2 separate regions of the Mus musculus genome follow, and region 2 is linked to region 1. Evidence: chromatin contacts called from public promoter capture Hi-C data. All regions are on one chromosome and are shown on one strand. Each heading gives the region's core, a stretch centred on a gene start, on an enhancer-like site or on the middle of the called end of the contact. The rest is flanking DNA. Distances are from core to core; before and after follow the strand shown.

Evidence for each region. Promoter capture Hi-C pulls out the DNA fragments that hold promoters and counts their contacts.
Region 2: a promoter capture Hi-C map of liver shows a contact between it and region 1. The contact joins the promoter of Qtrt1 here to the promoter of Shfl in region 1. A contact is called at or near these places in 3 of 39 promoter capture datasets (liver and pre-B cells) and 1 of 9 other capture datasets (pancreatic islet).

Annotation. Positions count from the first base shown.
Region 1 is chr9:20,866,584-20,870,518 of GRCm38.p6, forward strand. It overlaps Shfl (shiftless antiviral inhibitor of ribosomal frameshifting), which reads left to right and starts at 2,059. Exons shown (of 8, transcript NM_175687.2): 1 at 2,059-2,353; 2 at 2,747-2,870; 3 at 3,021-3,070. The coding sequence starts at 2,333.
Region 2 is chr9:21,410,183-21,414,117 of GRCm38.p6, forward strand. It overlaps Qtrt1 (queuine tRNA-ribosyltransferase catalytic subunit 1), which reads left to right and starts at 1,655. Exons shown (of 10, transcript NM_021888.2): 1 at 1,655-1,915; 2 at 2,051-2,119; 3 at 2,211-2,349. The coding sequence starts at 1,673. It overlaps Gm16853 (predicted gene, 16853), which reads right to left and starts at 1,538. Exons shown (of 5, transcript NR_045742.1): 1 at 1,265-1,538.

The sequences.
Region 1 (3,935 bases), core at 809-3,308:
GTTATGAGGTGCTAGGGAGTAAAAATGGGGCCAAGTGCCCCAACAACTAAGCTACAGCCCAGCCCTGATTTTTACTACTTTTTTTATTTTTCCTTTTTTGGTTTTTGGTTTTTCAAGACAGAGTCTCTCTGTGTAGTCTTGGCCATCCTAGAACTCACTTTGTAGATCAAGGTGGCCTCAAACTCACAGAAATCCACCTGCCTCCGGAGTGCTGGGATTAAAAGTGTGCACCAGCACCACCTGGCTCTGGGTTTTACTTTTGATTGGCACGTGTCTGCACATTTTTGGGCACTACAGTGAGACTTTTTGCCACCAGTGATCATGAAATAATGATAGAAACGGCATACTAGCCTGGCCAGCACAGCAGAGTTCTTCCTGTGGCTCTGCAGGGTCTCTTCTAGCTATTTTGAAACAGTCAGGCTGTTCCTGACCCAGTCAGCTCAATGGAATTTACTCTTGCATTCAAATTGTAACACTGTAACCCTTGACCAGGCGCTTTCCACCTTCCCACCTCTGCCCTGCCCCTCTCTGCTTCTCCAACAGTTTCTTTAGTCTCCACTGACTGAATGAGATCTTAGGCAGCTTGACATAATGCCCTCCAGCCTTATACCTGTTGCAGTAAGTAATGAGGCTTCTTCTTTCTTATGGGTGAGTAATATTCCATGGTGTGTCCACGCTGCATTTTCTTTATCCATTCACCTATTAATGGACATCGCGTGAACAATACAGCAATGCACACAGGCGCAAGTATCCGGCACTCATTAACAAGCTGGTTTCCTTTCCTACAGGCATTTTCCCCAATAGTTGACAGATCTTATGCTCATTGTATTCTGTGAGGAACTTCTATCCCACTTTCCATAACAGCTATAGTATTTCAATATAACTTATTGATGACTATCCATTTGGAGGTGTTCCTTTCAGGCTTGCGTAGAGACCAGGGCCCGATGCTCACATGATTCTCGGCTTTAGATTTACAATGTGGATTCCTTGGAGCCAGAAGTCTACAAGGGTGTAAGGGGCCAGGAGTTGGCTTTTCTTCACATTTTTACTCTGCTTCCAACCAGCATGACACTTCAAAGGTCACCTGGTGACTGATGCAATATCTATGTCCCACATTGTGCTAAGTGACATTAATCCCCCTGGAAAACCAAACACGGTGGCTCACAGCTGTAATCTCAGTGCTACAGAGCGAAGGCTGGAGGACCACCATACCATACGTTTAAGGACAGCCACGGCTATACAATGAGACCCCCAGCATTCAGAAGGTGGAAGCAGGAGGATGGTGAGTTCAAAGTCATCCTCAGCTACATAGAAAGTTCCAGAGTAACCTGGACCATAAGGGCCACCATTGAAACTATGGGGCCTGGGAAAGAGGCTGAAGGGGAGGGTAGATCAGTTTCCATTTCCCCCTCTCTGGCTTTGGTCTCCGGTTCACTGTTAAACCACCTTATCTGCACCTGTGGCATCCACCTTTGGTGGTGGTGGGAGCCAGATCACCCAGCAAAGATTTCTGTGCTCCTGGATCATAGTGAGACCCAAGCTCTGTACCGAAAGGGGCAAGGCAGAGGTTCACTGGGAAGAAGGTATTTAAACGGGGTGAAAAAGCCCAGGCCTCTTAGATTCTGGGGCCCATTCTCTGGAGAAGTCTGTAAAACTTGCTAAAAAAAAAATAATAAAAAAAATAAAAAATCTTTCATTTCATTTTGTCCTAGGATGTTCCCCTCCCCCCCCCCCTTTTTCTTTTTTTCTTTTTTGAAACTGGGTCACACATAGTCTAGGACATCCTTGAACTCCTGATCTTTTTGCATCCACCTTCCAACTGCTGGAGTGACAGGTGTGTGTCACCATGCCTATCTTGCATGCCCATTTTACAGAGGAGGAAACTGAGGCTGAGAGTGTGGGAATTAGAGAGAGAAGCCGTGGGAGTTAGAACTGCTGAGCATAGCAAAACGCCACGGTGGTCCGAAGACGCTTCGGGTTCTGCATAGGAGGAGCAGCGAGGGAGCACCGAACTGTGGTGCGGCTCCGCCCCCAAGGGGGACGTGAAGACGCGGACCCCGCGCAGCGTGGGGACATGTGACCGACTGCAGAGGCCGCGCTGCTGCGCAGGACGCGGTGAGGCGCGCTCGGAGGCCCGGGAGCACCACCCGGGAGCACTACAGGGCGCGTGAGCAGACGCGTGGCCGCAAGGCCTGCGCGGGGTCTCCTCAGGGTCCCCAGCTTTACGTAGAAACGAAACTGAAAGAGGGGCCCGAGGGAGGCGGAGCTGCGGCGACGCCACCCAGGCTTGCGAGGCCCGGACCCAGGCGCAGCCAGGTGTGCTCCGGCCACCATGGCTCAGGATGGCGTGGAGGTAGGACAGCCGCGCCACCGGCGGCGCGGAAAGGGCTCCCGGGAACACCCCTGCCCCCTGGGCTGTTTCCCTCCTCTATCCCTGGGCACAGTGGGGCTGTAGGGTCAGAGGTCAGAAGGAAAGGGGGTAACCTGGCCTGCATCCCGCCACACACACACACACACACACACACACCGCCAGACCCCAAATTCGCACCGGGGAGGCTGGGACGCGCCGCAGTCTCCACCATCCCCCAATGCCTGGAGAACTTCGGATTTTTCCAGGAAATGGCTTAAAGGGGGGGGGGGATGGGGATGCGGAGGCCAGAAGCCAGGGTCAAGTTCAGGAGAATGAAGGTGCGGGGGCTGCTCCCCGTCGCCGGCGACATCAGAGCTTATCCCCCCTCTATCCTAGTTGGAGAAGAGCGTCAGGCGCCTCCGGGAGAAGTTTCATGGGAAAGTGTCCCCCAAGAAGGCAGGGGCTCTTATGAGGAAGTTTGGCAGCGACCACACCGGAGTTGGGCGCTCTATCGTGTATGGTGAGTCAGCCCTGGTGGGGGGGACACTGAGTGGGTGTGGTTTCAGAATTGCTGTAGCGCTTTAGCGACCCTGGCTCCGTTTAACCGGAGGCTCTCCACCGCCTGGAACTCCTACACCCTTCAAGAGCCCCTCCCATGTTCTCCCACTAGGTGTCAAGCAGAAAGACGGACAGGAGCTGAGCAACGACCTGGACGCTCAGGTAACCTCCCCCTGTCCCCAAAGGAAGGGGGATTCCCATTCTCTTGTCAGAAGGAACAATCAGTGAGTGCTCCCCTTACCATCTAGGGTCCTTTCCTTTCTCAAGCAGCCTTCAAACAGTAGGTGCTCATTACATGCTGATTACCTCAAATGGAAGAGACAGGACAGTAGGATAAGGAGACTGAATGTCGAAGAAAACTCAAGGCAACCCTTTCTTGCATAAGAAGAAAGTCTGAGCTGGGCAGATCCTGGGAAGAAAGACGCCTGGACAGGAGGGATGAAGGAATCAAGGCAATATGGTTGTTTTGCTCCTCGGCTTCTGTTTGCTTGAAAGACATAGCAGAGTTTTTGTTTTGTGTAAGACAGAGTCTTTACATAGCTCAGCCCTGGACTTCCCTGAAATTCACTAGATAGGCCAGGCTGGCTTTGAACTCACAGAGATCCACTTGCCTCTGCTTACCAAGAGCAGGGGATCAAGGCGTGTACCACCTTGCTGGGCATCTAAAAGAATCCTACCAATGATATTCTTTTGCTTTAGGTCTATAAACAATATGATAAGATAATAATAATAATAGCAGGAAGTCGCCTTCATGGAGAGCACGAGTGAGGCAGATCTCCAGGCCTTGGTTCATGTCCTACCCCTCCTCAGGGTCCCAGGAGGCAATCCAATTGCACAGGAACCCAGCCCGGGGACACGACACTCACCAGGTTCCAGAGACCAGCAGTTGACTTCAGGGAATCAGACTCTAGCCACTTGGAACGAAGCCTGGGCTCTGAGAGGCCCCTCTGTGAAGACCGCCATCCCTCATCAGGGAGCAACTGAGCAGCCAATTAGGCTTGCAGCTAGCTGCTTGCAAGCCCCAAAG
Region 2 (3,935 bases), core at 405-2,904, 540 kb after region 1:
CACACACACACCTCCCTCATTGAATAAAGTAATAGGGTCAAGTTTCTGGGCATTAGATTTCTTTTTGTAATGATAGGAATCCTTTGACAAAAAAATGACTGAGCGCCTGACTACATGCTAGGTCCTTAGTAAATGAACACAGAATGACAGACTATTGTTAGTGACTACATGTATGAAGAGTATGCTATGTGAGTATGTGTGCAGAGGACTCAACCCAGAGCCTTGTGCATGCCAGGGAGAAAGTTGGGTTGTTTTTGTTTAAAAGATTTATTTTGTGTATTTAAGTATTTTGCCTGAATGTGGGTGTGCTACCATCTTACCTGCCTGGTCAGAGGAGGACATCAGATCCACTGGAAATGGAGTTACAGGGGGCTGTGTGTGCTAGGAGTACCATGTCCTCTGGGTACGTGCTCATTAGCCCCTATTTTGATTTTTTTTTGTTTTGTTTTTTTGTTTTTTGAGACAGGGTTTCTCTGTGTAGCTCTGGCTGTCCTGGAACTCACTTTGTAGACCAGGCTGGCCTCGAACTCAGAAATCCGCCTGCCTCTGCCTCCTGAGTGCTGGGATTAAAGGCGTGCGCCACCACGCCCGGCTTTTGATTTTTTTTGTATTTGAGTATACTGCCACTGTTTCAGAAGAAGGCATTGGATCCAATTACAGATGATTGTGAGCCACCATGTGGTCGCTGGGAATTGAACTCAGGACCTCTGGAAGAGCAGTCAGTACTCTTAACCGCTGAGCCATCTCTCCAGCCCTGATTTTTTTTAAAAAATAATTTTATGTGCATTGATGTTTTGCCTGCATGTATGTCAGATTTCGGCATTACAGACAGTTGTGAGCTGCCATGTGGGTGCTGGGAATTGAATCCAGTTCCTCTGGAAGAGCGGTCGGTGCTCTTAACTGCTGAGCCATCAGGTTTTTTTGTTTGTCTGGCTAGGGTTTTTTGTTGTTGTTGCTTTTTGAAACAGGGCTTCTCTATGTAACCCTGGCTGTCCTGGAACTCAGAAATCTGCCTGCCTCTGCCTCCCAAGTGCTGGGATTGCAGTAGTGCCCTACAGTGCCTTTTTTATTGCTTGTTTTTTGAGGTAGTTCACAATATAGCCCTAACTTTCCTGGAGCTTGCTATATAGGCTCACAGAGATCCACCTGCCTCTACCTTTCCTTGTATCAAAGGAGTACAATAACAGGCTTGGCTCCATCTTTTTTTCCCCTCCCTTTTTGTGAGATGAGATCTCTCTGTAGCCCAAGCTGGCAGGAAACTCACTGTGCCGGTGTCGATCTCCAACTGCACATAATCCTTTTTCCTCAGCCTCTGAAATCTTGAGATTCCTGATGAGTTATCATATCCGGCTGTTGTATTTTATACAGCAGAAAAACATGTCTTGGAGTGTTTAAAATACATTTATTGTATGTACGCCCATGCGAATTTGAATGGCTGTCTTGTAGATCCCAGAGACAGGTCATCGGGCTTGGCGCTGTGTATCTTCACTCGGTAAGCCATGGCACTGGGCCTTAGAACGGTGACAGCTATGGGATCTGGAAGTAGAGCACCCAAGCGTGTGGAGGGTGTGGCGTCAGTTGCTATGGTTCCCTATAGCTCTCAGATCACGTGATTCGGGGCACCTCGGCGCTGTCCTCTGTGGTCTCAGGCCACGTGGTTCCGGGACTGAAAATGGCGGCGGTAGGCAGCCCAGGTTCGCTTGAGTCCGCTCCACGAATAATGCGGCTGGTCGCTGAGTGCAGTCGCTCCGGAGCTCGGGCGGGTGAGCTGCGGCTGCCGCATGGAACGGTAGCCACCCCTGTGTTCATGCCTGTGGGTACACAGGCCACCATGAAGGGTATCACCACGGAGCAGCTGGACTCCCTGGGCTGCCGCATCTGCTTGGGCAACACCTACCATCTGGGGCTGAGGCCGGTGTGTGGATTCGATCTGGGGGGTGGGTGGCGAGGGGGTCTTTGGAAAAGTCTGTTGAGTAAGGCCCACAGTGCCGGGGCTCACCCACACCTGGCCGTGGAGCTGCGGGCACCGCTAACTTTTTCTCCCTCACAGGGACCGGAGCTGATCCGGAAAGCCCAGGGTCTTCACGGCTTCATGAATTGGCCCCACAATCTGCTGACGGTGAGTTGGGGTTGCCGCCCTCGGGCGCTGCGTTGAGGTGAGAGGTCCCCAGTCTCAATCTCCTGACAGCTTCGCTGCGGGGTCTCCCCAGGATAGCGGCGGCTTCCAGATGGTGTCCCTCTTCTCCCTGTCCGAGGTGACGGAGGAGGGCGTCCACTTCCGCTCGCCCTACGATGGAGAAGAGACACTTTTGAGCCCAGAGAGGTCGGTGGAGATCCAGAATGCTCTGGGTAAGAGGAGGGCTTCGAACGCCACGTATGGTTTGGATCGTCTTTGAATTTGGACTCTTTCACCTAACGAAAATAAGGATAGCCGGGCGTGGTGGCGCATGCCTTTAATCCCAGCACTCGGGAGGCAGAGGCAGGCAGATTTCTGAGTTCGAGGCCAGCCTGGTCTACAAAGTGAGCTCCAGGACAGCCAGGGCTACACAGAGAAACCCTGTCTCGAAAAACCAAAAAAAAAAAAAAAGAAAAAAAAGAAAAGAAGGATAAAGAATAGGTCCTGTGTTGGGCATGTGCAAGAGTTAATTAGAGTGTTTTGCCAGTGTCCTGGTCTAGATCCTCACTACAGCAAACAAACAAAACAAACACTTTAAAAAGGAGGGTGGGGGGTGGCGCACACCTTTAATCCCAGCACTTGGGAGGCAGAGCCAGGCGGATTTCTGAGTTTGAGGCCAGCCTGGTCTACAAAGTGAGTTCCAGGACAGCCAGGACTACACAGAGAAACCCTGTCTTGAAAACAACAGAGAGAAAAAGTTGGATGTCAAAGCTGGCAGTAGTAGAATTATACCTAAAATCTTGAAGTGTGGGGGTAGGGAGATTGCTGTGAGTGGACAGCCTGGACTGCAGGGCTCAAAGGAAGACACCCTGTCTCAAAGAAAAAAGAAAAAAAAAAAAAAGACAAAGAAGCTGTTTTCATTTCCTGACAAAACAGAGAACTAATGCCAGTACTGTAAGCACAGTACTGAATACAGAGTCATCCTTTTTTATTTATTGGTTTGTTTTATGTGTATGTATTTTATTATTTACTTATTGTTTATTATTTTGGAGAGGGTCTCACTATGCAGCTTCAGCTGGGCAAGAACTCTCTAGGTAGACTGGTAGACCAGGCTGGCCTCAAACACAGATACACCCGCTTTTGCCTCTCCTCTGGAGTGCTGGCATTAAAGACAGGTGCCACCACACCCAGCTGTTAGTGTTCTTAGTAACAAATTGAATTTAATAAAATATTGGTGACAACAAGATAAGATAGTCATGGTTTGGGCCCCTTATTTCCATCCATGTAGTTTATTTTATTTTGTCTTTTTTTTTTTAAGATTTATTTATTTATTTATTATATGTAAGTACACTGTAGCTGTCTTCAGACACTCCAGAAGAGGGAGTCAGATCTCGTGATCGGATGGTTGTGAGCCACCATGTGGTCGCTGGGATTTGAACTCCTGACCTTCGGAAGAGCAGTCCGGGTGCTCTTACCCACTGAGCCATCTCACCAGCCCCCAATTTTGTCTTATTTTTGAGACAGAGACCTACATAGTCTATGCTGGCCTGGACCTCACTTCTGCTTTAACTGAGGTTGACTTTGAACCCCCGATCCTTTTCTCTCACCTCCAGAGTGGTGGAATTACAGTCAAATGCCATCATTCCTAGTTTTATACTGAGGATCAAGGCTTTTTGTATATTACATGAGCATTCGATTCATTGAGCTACATCTACAGTCCAGGACAGTTTATGTTGTGTAGACTGCACATGGGGCTGGAGCCTTGGAACATAAGCTCCAACTCTTTCCCACTTCTGTACAGACGAGTACAAAAGATCTG